Linked DNA regions of Ovis aries: region 1 is linked to region 2. Evidence: chromatin contacts called from public Hi-C data. All regions are on one chromosome and are shown on one strand. Each heading gives the region's core, a stretch centred on a gene start, on an enhancer-like site or on the middle of the called end of the contact. The rest is flanking DNA. Distances are from core to core; before and after follow the strand shown. Region 1 holds the start of CX3CL1 (C-X3-C motif chemokine ligand 1). Region 2 has its middle 12 kb from the start of TRNAL-CAG.

Region 1 (2,700 bases), core at 63-2,562, 63 kb after region 2:
GCCATACCTCACAGACAGAGCGGCTTTGCTCTGGTTGGCAGCCCAGAGTCGCCTCGATGGGAGTGGGTTCACAGTTAACTCCTGCCCAGACTGACTGGGCTCCTGCTAGAGCCTCCTGGAGTCTTGGGCATTATTGCCACTGCCTGTGGGGAAGGCAGCCTCGAAAGCTGCTGTGCAGCACCCATTCACACCAGCAAGCTCTGAGGCCAGTTTGGTGGGAGCTGATGGCCAGTCGCGCCTACTCCTCTTGTCATGGCCTCTGACAGAGACAGAGCCTGGGAAGTCGGAGCTGAGGAGCTGGGGTCCCTCCTCAGTGAGCAGCCCAACTCCCTCCTCGAACAGATGGCGGCATGGAGCCCGCATGAGGGGCAGGGATCTTTCAGGGCATGTTGCTGAGTTCAGGACCACCCGAGAGGCCCCAAGTTACCAGGGGTGACAGCCGTGTGTTTCCCTTGGGCTCACAGTGGGCGAGTGGGTGATGGGAGGGAGGAGATGAGGAAAATGCAAAAGAGGAAAGGAGAGGTAGTGGGCATGGAGGTGGGGAGGCCGGGGCTCTTTGCCGTGTCCTGAACCGCCCACCCCCTGGGCCTGCCTGCTCTTCTCTGTGGCGGGGGCGGTGGGATCTCCTCTCTGATGCTCTCTGTGAATGACTTGGCCCCCTCTCAGGGCTTCAGTTTCCCCATCTGCCCCTGTGAAGTGGGGCTGCCTCTTTCTTTCCGCAGGCTTTTGCTGTATTGAGCCCCTGCTGTTTGCCAGGTTCCATGCTGGCCTCGGGGAACACCTTGATGAACAAGGTCCCCCAGGTGCAGGGGCGTTGAGAGGTTAAGGGTTAGAGGTCCTTCCTGGCATCGGAGAGCTCCCTCCCAGACCAGGGCAGACTTTATCAGACCCCACATGGCGGGACCCCCGAGTCCTCCTGGCTTGCCTGCCTGCCGCCGGGACTCTCCAGTCCTCTGGCCTTTTGTTTTCGGCCCACTTAGGAGCTAGGGCCCCGGCTCAGACCCTAGGACATGTGCCAGGTCCCAGTAGGAAGGCAGCCTCAGCAGATGGGAGGAGAGGAAGCCCTTTGAACCCTAACAGGCCGGGTCCAGCCTCCCAGGCAGATCCCCATATGCGGAGCCAGCCCAGTCCCCCCACCACCCAGAGCCAGGGAGCTGCTCGCTCGGTTCCTTGGCAACATCCTGAGGAATCCAGTTGCTGCACACGCTCCCTTCCTCTCCCCTCCCACCGCCTGCCTGCTGCCTGCGGGGGCTGGAGGCGGAGGCGGAGGCAGAGGAGCCCCATTATAAATCGCAGCAGAGCTCAGGCGGCCAGGGGACAAGCACTGAGCTTCGACAAGGGCCCCTGCCGCCTGCCTGGCGCCCCTGGACCCCCACCCGCCCCAGCCATGGGTCTTCCGCCTCTCTCGTGGCTGCCCTGCTTGGCTGTCCTCTGCCATTTGGTTGTGCTGCTAGCCGGTGAGTGGGGTGGACTCAGGCATGAGTGAGGTAAGGGGAGCCCCTAGCCCCACTTCTGCCCCTCAAGCCTGACATCAGGGCCCCCAGAGCCTTCCCCGGGTAAGGCTGAGATCCCTGGCAGCCCCTTCTTGACATGCTGGGTGGGGGAAGTAGGAGCTGGGTGTGGGGGTGAAGGGGGGGGAAGCGGCTGGACACCTCTCTGGTTGTGTGGTCTGCCCTCCGGCTGGAAAAATTTACTCTCACCAGAGACTGTCCCTGCCTGGTCCAGTGAGCAAGGTGGCGACCACTTGGCAGTGCAGGGAGGTGGTGTGGGCAGCAGACGATGCCAGGTGTGGGGTGCCGGGAGAGTGAGGGTGGTGGGAAGCCTGAGGAGGCTCTCTGTGGGCACTCGGATGGAGCCCTGGCAGACCGTGGGCTCATCTCCCTTTCCGGGGTTAATATGTAACCCTCGGTCTTGATTCCTGTAGTCTCGGCTTGGCCCCAAGCCAGGCCACAGTTGGGACTTTCTCCTGCCCAATTTCAAGGCCTCCCAAGGAGAAGGGACCCAGGACCAGTGGAGGTCAAGGTCATTGCACCTCATGAATTGGGCTCATCACTGTGCCTCTGGTCTAGCCCCCAATCCCTCTGCCCATGTCTGTCCCCATCCCCCTTCCCCCCCACAGGGTACTGTCTTTCTCCTCCAAAGCACAGTTTAGAAAATGTTTTCACCTCCAGTCACTTGCTTTCTGGAGCCTGGGACCTGGGAGGGCATGATGTATCGATCCCACCCAACATGAGTAGGATGGAGGCCCAAAGAGGTTGAGAAGCTGACCTGAAGATGCACAGCCAGCAAGTAGGACAGGAGAGGGTAAGAGTGGGTGCAGGAGGGAGCGCGGATGCACGCGCCGCGTCTGTGGAGCTCACTGCCTTCAAGAGCTCTTCGAGTCAGCCCTATCCTCTGGCCATCTGGCAGACTGAGGCTCAGAGAGGGCGGGAGGCTGCCTTAGGGCACACAGCCAGTCTGGGAAAATGAGCACGAGTCTCTGGCTTCCGGGACACCTCCATGGAGCGCACTGTCCCCCAAGTCCCTCTGTTTGGGGAAAAGCCACCAGTGGGGCAGAGAGCAGGCGAGTGGAGATGGTGCAGGCCAAGCGCTACTGGCCTTCCTGCTTCCTGGGCTTGAACCCCTGAACCCTGAGGTGTATGGGGACAGTGAGGACTGGAAGATGAGGAGTTGGGTGGAGGTTGCTTGGGCATAGCTGTG
Region 2 (2,700 bases), core at 73-2,572:
GTCAACCCTATTTTATTATTACTTTTTACTGTTGATATGTTAAAGTGATAGTTCTTTGGTTATATTATGTAAAACAGATTATTAACATGAATGTCATCAATTCCTATTTTTTCAAAGTTGGAAATTTTAACTATGGGTGCCTTGTGTTATGTTTTTACTGGCTAGTGCCAGCCTTCTTCACTCACCTGTAAAATATCAGGAAGCAAGAGATCAGAGCCTACGCAAATAATGATACAGCCCCACTGGAAAAGAACTCCAAAGATGCCAAGGAGGAGAAGGCTTGCTGGAGAAGGTGGGCACAAAAGGATAGCTCTGCTTTGTAGGGGTGGAGGGGAAGGGATAGGGGACACAGCGAGAGCAAAGGCCTGAGCATGCGACTAACAGGACAGGGTCTGAGGAGAAACGAGGGTGAAATAGGGGAGCTGGAGGGTTAAGATGGGCCATGGATTTCTTCATAGAAGCTGAGGACCTTAGGGAGGGTCCAGTTCAAAGGGACAAATGTTCCATGTTCCCTTCAGCCACCACACATTTTCTGTGTGAGTCATGAGGCCCAGGACAGGTGTCGTCACTTCCTCAGGTATCCAGAGTTGGATTCCACAACCGCCCCCACCCCGTCCCTGGCCCCTGCCCTGAGATGCCAGAATCCAGCAGGCTATGTATGTTACATGCCCGAGCCCATCAAAGTGGAGTTTCCAGGGACAGAAAGGCCCTAATTCTGGGGAGGGACAAGAGCCAGCATCTGCAGGTCTTTCCTACTAGCTCAGAGCCCCTCAGTTTTACCATTTCCTTTGGAAATTCTCTCATCCACAAATAGCTCCCAGTTTCCCTCTGATCTTTTGATATGCCTAATGCTTTGTGTTTTCTCTTGGCCTGTTTCCTGCAGTCCCTTTGTGATGCTGCTAGATACGTCATAGAAAATGTACCCATGACCTAGTATCTCAATAGAGGACATGCCAGCAGGGGCCTGGACAAGTGGACTCACTGTGTCCCAGTAAGGCATCACTGAGTAGTGAAAAATCAGGGTCTTTGGCCCCCCAGCCAGGGATGTTCTGGGGGAGCCCCATTCTCTGCAATTCACTGCTTTTGCACTGCAAAAGAAAAAAAGCCATGAAAATTACTTTTCATTCTAAAAAAAAAAAACATTACTGACATCTTAGTTCTCCAAAGGTTTCCGCAGATCTATAGAGCAAGTGTCTTGGTTGATCAAGCGCCCTGCAAAAATAAGACAGAGTCTGATGCAATGTTTTTCTAGGTCAGGCAGTCTCAGCACTGCTAAAGGGCCTCAGTGTTTTTATATCCCTCAGCTGTCCACTGGACACCCCAGCTGGCCTCCAGCCTGAGTCAGCTCCCCTGTCTGAACCAGAGTCCCCAGCATGGGTGTGTGTATGTCTGTGTGAGAGAGAGGGAGATAGATTCTCAGGCCACATGTACCCTACACGTCACGTGAGCAGGGCCTTCCTGGACCCTTCATTCACCCCTGATCTCCAGCACCTGGCATCTTGTAGGTAGGCACTCAGGAATAGTCATTAATTGAGCAAATGAATAAATCCTACATTCAGAGTCTGTCCCCCCAGGTGCTTACAGCATCCCATCTAAGGACCTCAGTCCTCTTGCTCTCATCCCCAAGATTACATTTCAGAGGAAGCAAGTTTCTCCTAGTTAACGTCAGGCTACAGAACAAAGGAACCTTCCTCTCTCCACCTACTCACCACCTGGTGGAGTGCCCACTCTGCCCCTGCTCTGGGAACCCCAAGCAGGTATGGGGACAGGAGTGCATTTTCATGAGGTTCCTGCTATGTCTCTAGGCATCAAGGAGCCACATTTTTAGGAGAGCCTCAAGTCAGACTAAATGTATTTGTTACTGAGTCTTGGCTCATCATTCCCCTGCCACGACAGGCCAGTAAATGGGGAGATGAGCCATTGGGGCAAGGAATAGCAACTTTATTCAGAAAGCCAGCAGTCTGAGACAGTGGACTAGCGTCCCAAAGAAACTTCTTCTTCCAGTTATTAATAGAATCCAGGATTCTTTTATACTCAAAGGGGAAAGGGTAAAGCCCTGGTTCCAGCCAGACTCCAGAGGGATTGTCTTAATTTCTCCTTCCGTGTAGTCATTCACAGGTGGGCCTGGTCAGGATGTTTCCTGCTAGCTAAACAAAGGTATTTTAGCTTAACGCTTATTACCTGGGAGGCAGGGTTCCTAGAGATGGACCATTATGTATAACTGAAGTTTATAAGCAACATCCCTTTAGTGATTACCTTTTTTTTTTTTTTGGCCGAGGGGCAGCATGTGGGATCCTAGTTCCCTGACCATGGATTGAAGCCTCGCCTCCTGCAGTAAAAGCAAGACCACTGGACTGCTGGGGAAGTCCCTAGTGACTTAGAATACCGAGGTTCTTCCCTATTACATGAGGACTACTAGGGGAAACTGAGGCAAGGGGTTCAGAAACATTTCACAAACAGGAGCAACGGGACAAGATGAAGTCACGGAATTAGAGGGAGGGTTAGGGATGGGCTTCCACCTAGGGTTGGGGTTTTGTTAGGCGAAATTAAATAGTCTTGTTTAGGCTTCAGAGACAAAGCAGAGCAGGCCTTTGACCTTGCTTCTAACCTGCCTGGACACTGCCCCGACTGTGAGTGACTGTGAGTGGCTCCCTTCTGTGAGTGCAAGACTTGCAGCACCGTATATAAGATGGGGGAGGA

Evidence for each region. Hi-C and Micro-C count contacts between places; a contact is called where the count stands out from the background.
Region 1: a Hi-C map of hypothalamus shows a contact between it and region 2, with 3 times the contacts expected there. The contact joins the promoter of CX3CL1 here to the enhancer-like site in region 2. A contact is called at or near these places in 7 of 16 Hi-C or Micro-C datasets (hypothalamus, liver, mixed tissues and 4 more).

The regions. Positions count from the first base shown.
Region 1 is chr14:24,960,240-24,962,939 of ARS-UI_Ramb_v3.0, forward strand. CX3CL1 (C-X3-C motif chemokine ligand 1) reads left to right here and starts at 1,313. Exons shown (of 2, transcript XM_027977871.2): 1 at 1,313-1,457.
Region 2 is chr14:24,897,084-24,899,783 of ARS-UI_Ramb_v3.0, forward strand. No RefSeq gene overlaps it. Among named protein-coding and RNA genes, the nearest start is that of TRNAL-CAG, 12 kb to the left of the region's middle. Within about 2 kb of position 1,323, at least 9 of the 54 cell types and tissues checked have an H3K27ac peak or open chromatin away from gene starts, as enhancers often do. A contact at or near this core is called in hypothalamus and muscle, where this site is marked.